Regions from separate parts of the Pan troglodytes genome. Here region 2 is linked to region 1. A link is a contact called in public Hi-C data. All regions are on one chromosome and are shown on one strand. The core of a region is the stretch at or near the end of the contact, and the rest is flanking DNA. Distances in the headings are between cores, read along the strand shown.

Region 1 (3,018 bases), core at 279-2,778:
AGACCCACCGCCCCAAGTCGGCTGCCTTCCTCCCGTCCGCTGTCCTCTCGCGTCCCCCCTTGAACCCTCCCACCGCCAGCGCGCGAAGGATTGGTTTCTAGTGCGCCCTCTCCCTTTTTCCCTCTCCTCTCTCTCCTTCCTTAGAATTTTACTCGATTGTTTATTATTTGCTGGGGGGCGGGGGCGGGGGGGCGGAGAGGGGCGTCTGGGGCCTGGAGACTGGTGGCCGCGGCCAGTCAGCGCGCGGCGTGCCTTGACGAGTAAGCGGCGCAGCGAATGGCGACGCGGCGGAGAGCTCCGGGGTCACGCGCGTGTGGATACGATGACATCATCTGTTTGTACGCGTCGAACTAGCTTGGTGCAGGGGCGGGGCCGCGCGTCACTTGAGTGACGGGCGCTGCGCAAAGCCCGGAGCCCGGAGGCGGCTGGGCGGGCTGGCTCTTGCGTACGCTGGGCTGGACCTTTTTGTGTATGGGGTCGTTGAGAAGCCCGCTTCTACACTCTGAGCTATCTCCGGTGACTTACAAGGATTTTTAAAAAAATATATTTATGAACTAGTGTGTAGACTTTTGGTGTGCATGTCGCGTGTGGTGCATTCGTAGAGTACAAATAAACGATTTGGGGCACGGATCGTAGAATAAGGACTTGTGCAGATGTTTTTCGTTTAACCTAAAGGATACGTCTTTTTTTAAAAGTCAAAAATGCCCACGTAGCGGTTTTGTCGTCATTTACAAATTAGATTAAAATTATTTCCCCTTCTCAGTTGTTCGGAATCTGCTCTTGAATGTAGGACGGGGGTAAATTTGCATTTCTTCCGGAGTTAGTTACACCTCTCCCCCGTTTGCCATGAAACCCATGAAAAGTGAAACACGACTGTGGTCCACCGTCCGAGGTGAGAGACTCAGTGCAAACCTTTTGGTGCCTGATCGAAATCTGTGAGCATCAGCTTATCGAAGTTCTGCAGGCACCAACATCTTCGCCGTTCAGTATTTCCACACCGCGATAACCCTGCCCATCTTGCGGCCAGCATCTTATCTCGGGTGTTACCTGGTGTCGCGTTCTAACAGGGAACCGGACACCGGGGCTGGCCCAGAGCCCGGCGGGCGGACGCGCAGGCCAGGGACCCCCTGGTACCAGGCGCCCTGCCCGGAGTCAGGGAGGCCACGCCGCTGCGCTCCTTGGAGCGTAGGAGGCTGTGCGCTCCTGCCGCTCCCCCTTCTCCCTCCTCTCCCTCCTCTCCCTCCTCTCCCCCCTTCTTCCTCCTCTCCTCCCTTCTCCCCCCTCTCCCGGGCCAGCGCCGCGCTTTGTTGTCGTTGAGGCTCTCGGGAGGGAGGAGGAGCCCAGCGGGGACAGCAGCGGGAGCCCGCCGAGTCCCGGCCCACGGCGCGCGCCCGGACACCCACGCCCGCAGCCCCGCGGAGCCGGGCCGCGCAGGCGCGCGCGAGCTCACACACGCGCACTCACACACGCACGCCCGCCGCGCGCCCGGCCCGCCGCCCAGCCCTCCCCCTGGGCGGGGACCCGCCCGCCGTCAGCCTAGGTTGAGGCGCCCTGCGTGTGTCTATAACTTTGTGCTGCTGCCGCGGCCGCCCTGCTCGTGGAAGGGAGGAGGAGGAATGTGGAAGGCGGCGGCGCGCGAGCTGACAGGCGGTTCCTCGGGCGGGCTGCGGCGACGGCCCGAGCGCTTCTCCTTCGCCGAGGTTGCGCGCCCCCTCCTCGCCGTGCCCCGGGCCCGCGCGGGATCGTGCGTCGTCCCGCCGCGTCCCTGAAGGGAAGGAAGCGAGGTAGGCGCCGGAGCCGTGCAGCGGGCGGCCGCCTTCCCGGTGACTCCGGATCTGCTTCCGAGCTGGGCCGGGCGCTTCCCTTTCCCCTCCCTGAGCCGCGGTGTGCGCGCCCCCCTTCTCGCCCGCTAGTGTTTTTAAAGGACTCAGGGGAAGGGGGAAACTGTCAAGATGGCAGCAGCGGGAGCAAGGAGGTGATGAACGTGCTGGTCCGGGTTTTCTAGCAGCCCGGGAGACTTGGCGCTTCCCGACCTGTTGGAAGATTTATGTTCCGACTCGCTCCCTCCCCCGGATCCCGACTGGGAAGGGGGCGGAGGGGACGACGTCCGCGAGAATGCAAACCACACAAAACCCCGAAGTGGCCGTCCCCGCCGGGCTCGAACCTCTGCGAACACCCGCTGGGCTGCTGCTCCCCCTTCTTTCTGTCTTTCCTTTATTTTTTGGAAGTGACAAGGGCCCATCTGCGCCCAGACCCCCGTTCGCCCTCTGGCCCGCGGGCGAAGAGGGGAGAGGGAGCTGCCCGCGCAGTCCCCGGGCTCGGGCCATTCGACCGGGTGGGGGGTGACGGGGGGTCGTGGGGGGTCGCGGAGGCGGCCGGGCCGGGATAAGGGGAGAAGAGCCGAAGACAGCACAGACTTGAGCGGCGGCGCCGCGGGAGGCACTAGAGCGGGCCCGAGCGAAACATAAACAAACGCACGCACACCCGAGCTCGGGCTCTGACCGCGGCTCGGCTGCGCCAGCTCCGGCCGCTGCCCGCTTTAAAGGCGCGGCCGCCCCTCCCCCGGGCGCCCCTCCCCCTTCTCCCCGCCCCGCCGCCTAGCCCGGGAGGGACCTGCGGCTGGGCGGCGGGGGGAGGGGGCTGCCCCGCGCGAGGCCGTCGATTCGCTCGCGGCTCCCTCGCGGCCTGGCCGGGGGGCGGTGTCTGCTGCGCCAGGTTCGCTGGCCGCACGTCTTCAGGTCCTCCTGTTCCTGGGAGGCGGGCGCGGCAGGACTGGGAGGTGGCGGCAGCGGGCGAGGACTCGCCGAGGACGGGGCTCCGGCCCGGGATAACCAACTCTCCTTCTCTCTTCTCTCGTGCTTCCCCAGGCGGCGGCGGCGGCGCCCGGGAGCCGGAGCCTTCGCGGCGTCCACGTCCCTCCCCCGCTGCACCCCGCCCCGGCGCGAGAGGAGAGCGCGAGAGCCCCAGCCGCGGGCGGGCGGGCGGCGAAGATGGCAGAGGCACCGGCTTCCCCGGCCC
Region 2 (3,018 bases), core at 159-2,658, 220 kb after region 1:
CCGAGGGCTGGGCTGGAACGTAGTGGTGTCTAATAGCAGATGTGGGAGACAAAGCAGGAAGGTCTGCTGGGCCCCTGTTCTAGCAGATTTTAAATAACCCCCTGAGGCTTTATTTTATAGATTTTGAGAACCTGGCCAGGCGTGGTGGCTCATGCCTCTAATCTCAGCACTTTGGGAAGCTGAGGTGGGTGGGACACTTGAGGTCAGGAGTTCGAGACCAGCCTGGCCAACATGGTGAAACCCCGTCTCTACTAAAAATGCAAAATTAGCTGGGCTTGGTGGGGCACACCTGTAATCCCAGCAACTTGGGAGGCTGAAGCAGGAGAATCCCTTGAGCCCAAGAGGTGGAGGTTGCAGTGAGCCAAGATTGTGCCACTGCACTCCAGCCTGGGCGACAGAGTAAGACTATTTCAAAAAAAAAAAAAAAAAAGAATTTTAAGGACTTGATGGTGCTTTTAAGCGGTTTTATTTTTCCTTTGAGAAGAGAAAATCCTAATTCACAGAGCTTTTCAAGGGAAAGGGCCTAAAGAGAGAAAAGGTGGCGTATCCTCAGCTCTTCCGCTGAAGTCAGCCTACCAAGGAGAGATCAGCTTTAGTTCCTCAGAGACATGCCCAGTGATTCCAGGTGTGTGCAGGAGAGTGGCCAAACAGCTAAGGCAATAAGTCTGTTCTGAAGAAGACTTCTGTGTGTCAGGGGGCCCACCTGCCGTGGCCAGGGAGGCTCTGCTCGTGCTTGAACCAGGCTTCTGCCAGGCCCCCTCCACCCACTCCATGCCTGCCCTCTCCACCCACCCCCTCCTCTACCCCCTCCCCTTCACCACCTCCCACACCCTCTTCACCCCTGCCCCTAAACCCCCACCTATCCTGGGGTCTAGTCCTTTGGGGGGAACATGAACTTGGCCTTCTTTAGAGCAGGCTGACCAATGGCTACCTCCATTCAGAAATGCTTGCTGTAACTCAGGACATCCTGTGTTGGCTTTGTCCCAAAGTCCAGGTGAAAATCTCCGAGGCCTCTGCACATCTTAGGAAGGAAGAGGGACCAAGCATCTAATGAGGTCTCTGATCTGGAGAGGAGAAGCACCTTGAGCCAGGGAAAGCCTCTTCCAGCACAGACAAGGCAGCCCTTTCTTTAGTGGGTGTCCTTTTCAGAACCAGGTGTTGCTAAGATTTAAAAGGTATTCTGTTTGCTAATTCAACTGAAATACACACAATCCGCCCCCAGTGCTGGGTTCAACATCTTTTTGCCAAGGCGGTTTTTACAAATGCTGATGAACCACTCCATGTGGCTTCCTAGGCAAGCACATTCCTCAAGCATTTTGACACCGGCTAATGATTTAAAGTCCCTTTGGCTCCATAAACAGTGGAGGCCGGCCCAAAGTGTTGGCTGATTAGAAACCCATTGGGCAGGCTCGCCCAAAAGGGCCTGGGGCTGGGTGAGCGCTCTACCTGGCTTCCCTCCTTGGGTGAGGAGGAGTGGGGTGGAAGGAAGGTGAGAAGGTGGTGCCCCTTTTCTGGATCTCTTGGTTTCCCTTTGACTCTCCATGTAGTATTCTCTGCATACACACACACTCGCACGCACACACGCGCACACACATGCACACTCATATGCGCACGCACACTCGTCTCTGCCTATGACTGTTCGATATCTTGTTGAATAGGCTCTGTGAGGGGCTGGGGGAGGGGCACATGTTGGAGAGAATGCCTACTTTTACTTCACTCGCAAAGATTCATCCCAAATTCTGTGGGGGTGTGTTGGCAAGGAGGGGAGGCAAGACTAAACAGAGGGGATAAAAACTTGCATCCGCATGATTGCTTTTTAAAAATATGACAACTTGTGAAAGCTTTATTTTCTGTTTATAGTGAAAGGCATTTCTTCTTGCCATTTACAGAGCAATTCTGCAAGAGAGCTTCAGCAAAATTCCAAAACAATCGCATCGAGCGTCGGCACAACGCAGGTCTCCCGACTTTGACTGGTTCCAGGCGAAGTTTCTTTTGTCGTTTGCTAGCCTCCAGGGATGCAATCTCTACACTATCTGTGGGATGGAGGGGGAAGTTGAGTGGAGGGAACATTAAATATTAGGAAACCCGAAGAAAAAGCAAAAGCAAAACCAACTGCTTTCTCAGGCTGCCCTTCCGAGGTTCGTAGTCCGGGAACGATGAAGGGAGACTGCCACCTATGGGCCAGGTTCCAGGGACGCCCGCACGTGGCGTTCTGCGGGACAGACGCAGTCTTAAAGTAGAAGGGAAGGCGTCTTCATGGGACAGTGAGTCACCGCACACTCTGCTTGCAGGCAGAAGCACTCTCAAGTCATTCAGGACAGATGAGCATTTTCCCAATTTAAAGGACAATTTTTTTTTTTTAAACGAGAGTGTGATCTTGTAAGCCAAGTTTTGTAATACAAACAAAATAATGGAACTGACACCCCAGGACCCACCATTTAAATTAAACAGATGTTCAGTTCACAGTTTGGCTGTTAGGTTCCACAGTGGGATCCACTCCAGCACTATACCTGAAATTGTGTGGCTGCTTAACAAAAATGAATCAGCATAATGAATCAGAGATAAACATCCTCTTGCCGTGCCGTCCCAGTAGAAAAGCAACAGGATAAATAACAATTGGGCAAATATCAAACCCATTCCAGCAGATGCCTGTGGGTGGGGGCAAGGGAAATGAAAGTGGAATCAGACACAAAGGGGAATATAAAAGGAAGCACAGTTGTAAAACTAGAGAGGGACCTCACATACAGTCACGGTAATGGGATAAGAACTGAGGAGTATAATTCAATCACCTCTGCTCCCAACGTGAAAAAGAAAAGTTATATGCTTTGAGCTTGGCAAGTGGGAGACGGCTACTGTGTTATAATGCTTCCAATGGTATCATACAGTTGTCCTTTGATATTTGAGATCTATGTGTTCATGAATAGCAAATCCTATTATTCCCATTGTCTTCCATTATAAAATCAGATCTGCCACACAATACCTATACGATACTGGATTTAGAGTAACCAAGCAGTCCTG

Evidence for each region. Hi-C and Micro-C count contacts between places; a contact is called where the count stands out from the background.
Region 2: a Hi-C map of stem cell-derived neural progenitor cells shows a contact between it and region 1, with 5 times the contacts expected there. The contact joins the enhancer-like site here to the promoter of FOXO3 in region 1. A contact is called at or near these places in 3 of 7 Hi-C or Micro-C datasets (blood, induced pluripotent stem cells and stem cell-derived neural progenitor cells), 1 of 1 datasets of contacts at active chromatin or transcription factors (stem cell-derived excitatory neurons) and 1 of 1 other capture datasets (stem cell-derived neural stem cells).

What each region holds. Positions count from the first base shown.
Region 1 is chr5:120,474,706-120,477,723 of NHGRI_mPanTro3-v2.0_pri, forward strand. It overlaps FOXO3 (forkhead box O3), which reads left to right and starts at 1,529. Exons shown (of 4, transcript XM_016956082.4): 1 at 1,529-1,784; 2 at 2,868-3,018. The coding sequence starts at 2,991.
Region 2 is chr5:120,696,918-120,699,935 of NHGRI_mPanTro3-v2.0_pri, forward strand. No RefSeq gene overlaps it. Among named protein-coding and RNA genes, the nearest start is that of ARMC2, 66 kb to the right of the region's middle. Within about 2 kb of position 1,409, at least 10 of the 24 cell types and tissues checked have an H3K27ac peak or open chromatin away from gene starts, as enhancers often do. A contact at or near this core is called in induced pluripotent stem cells and stem cell-derived neural progenitor cells, where this site is marked.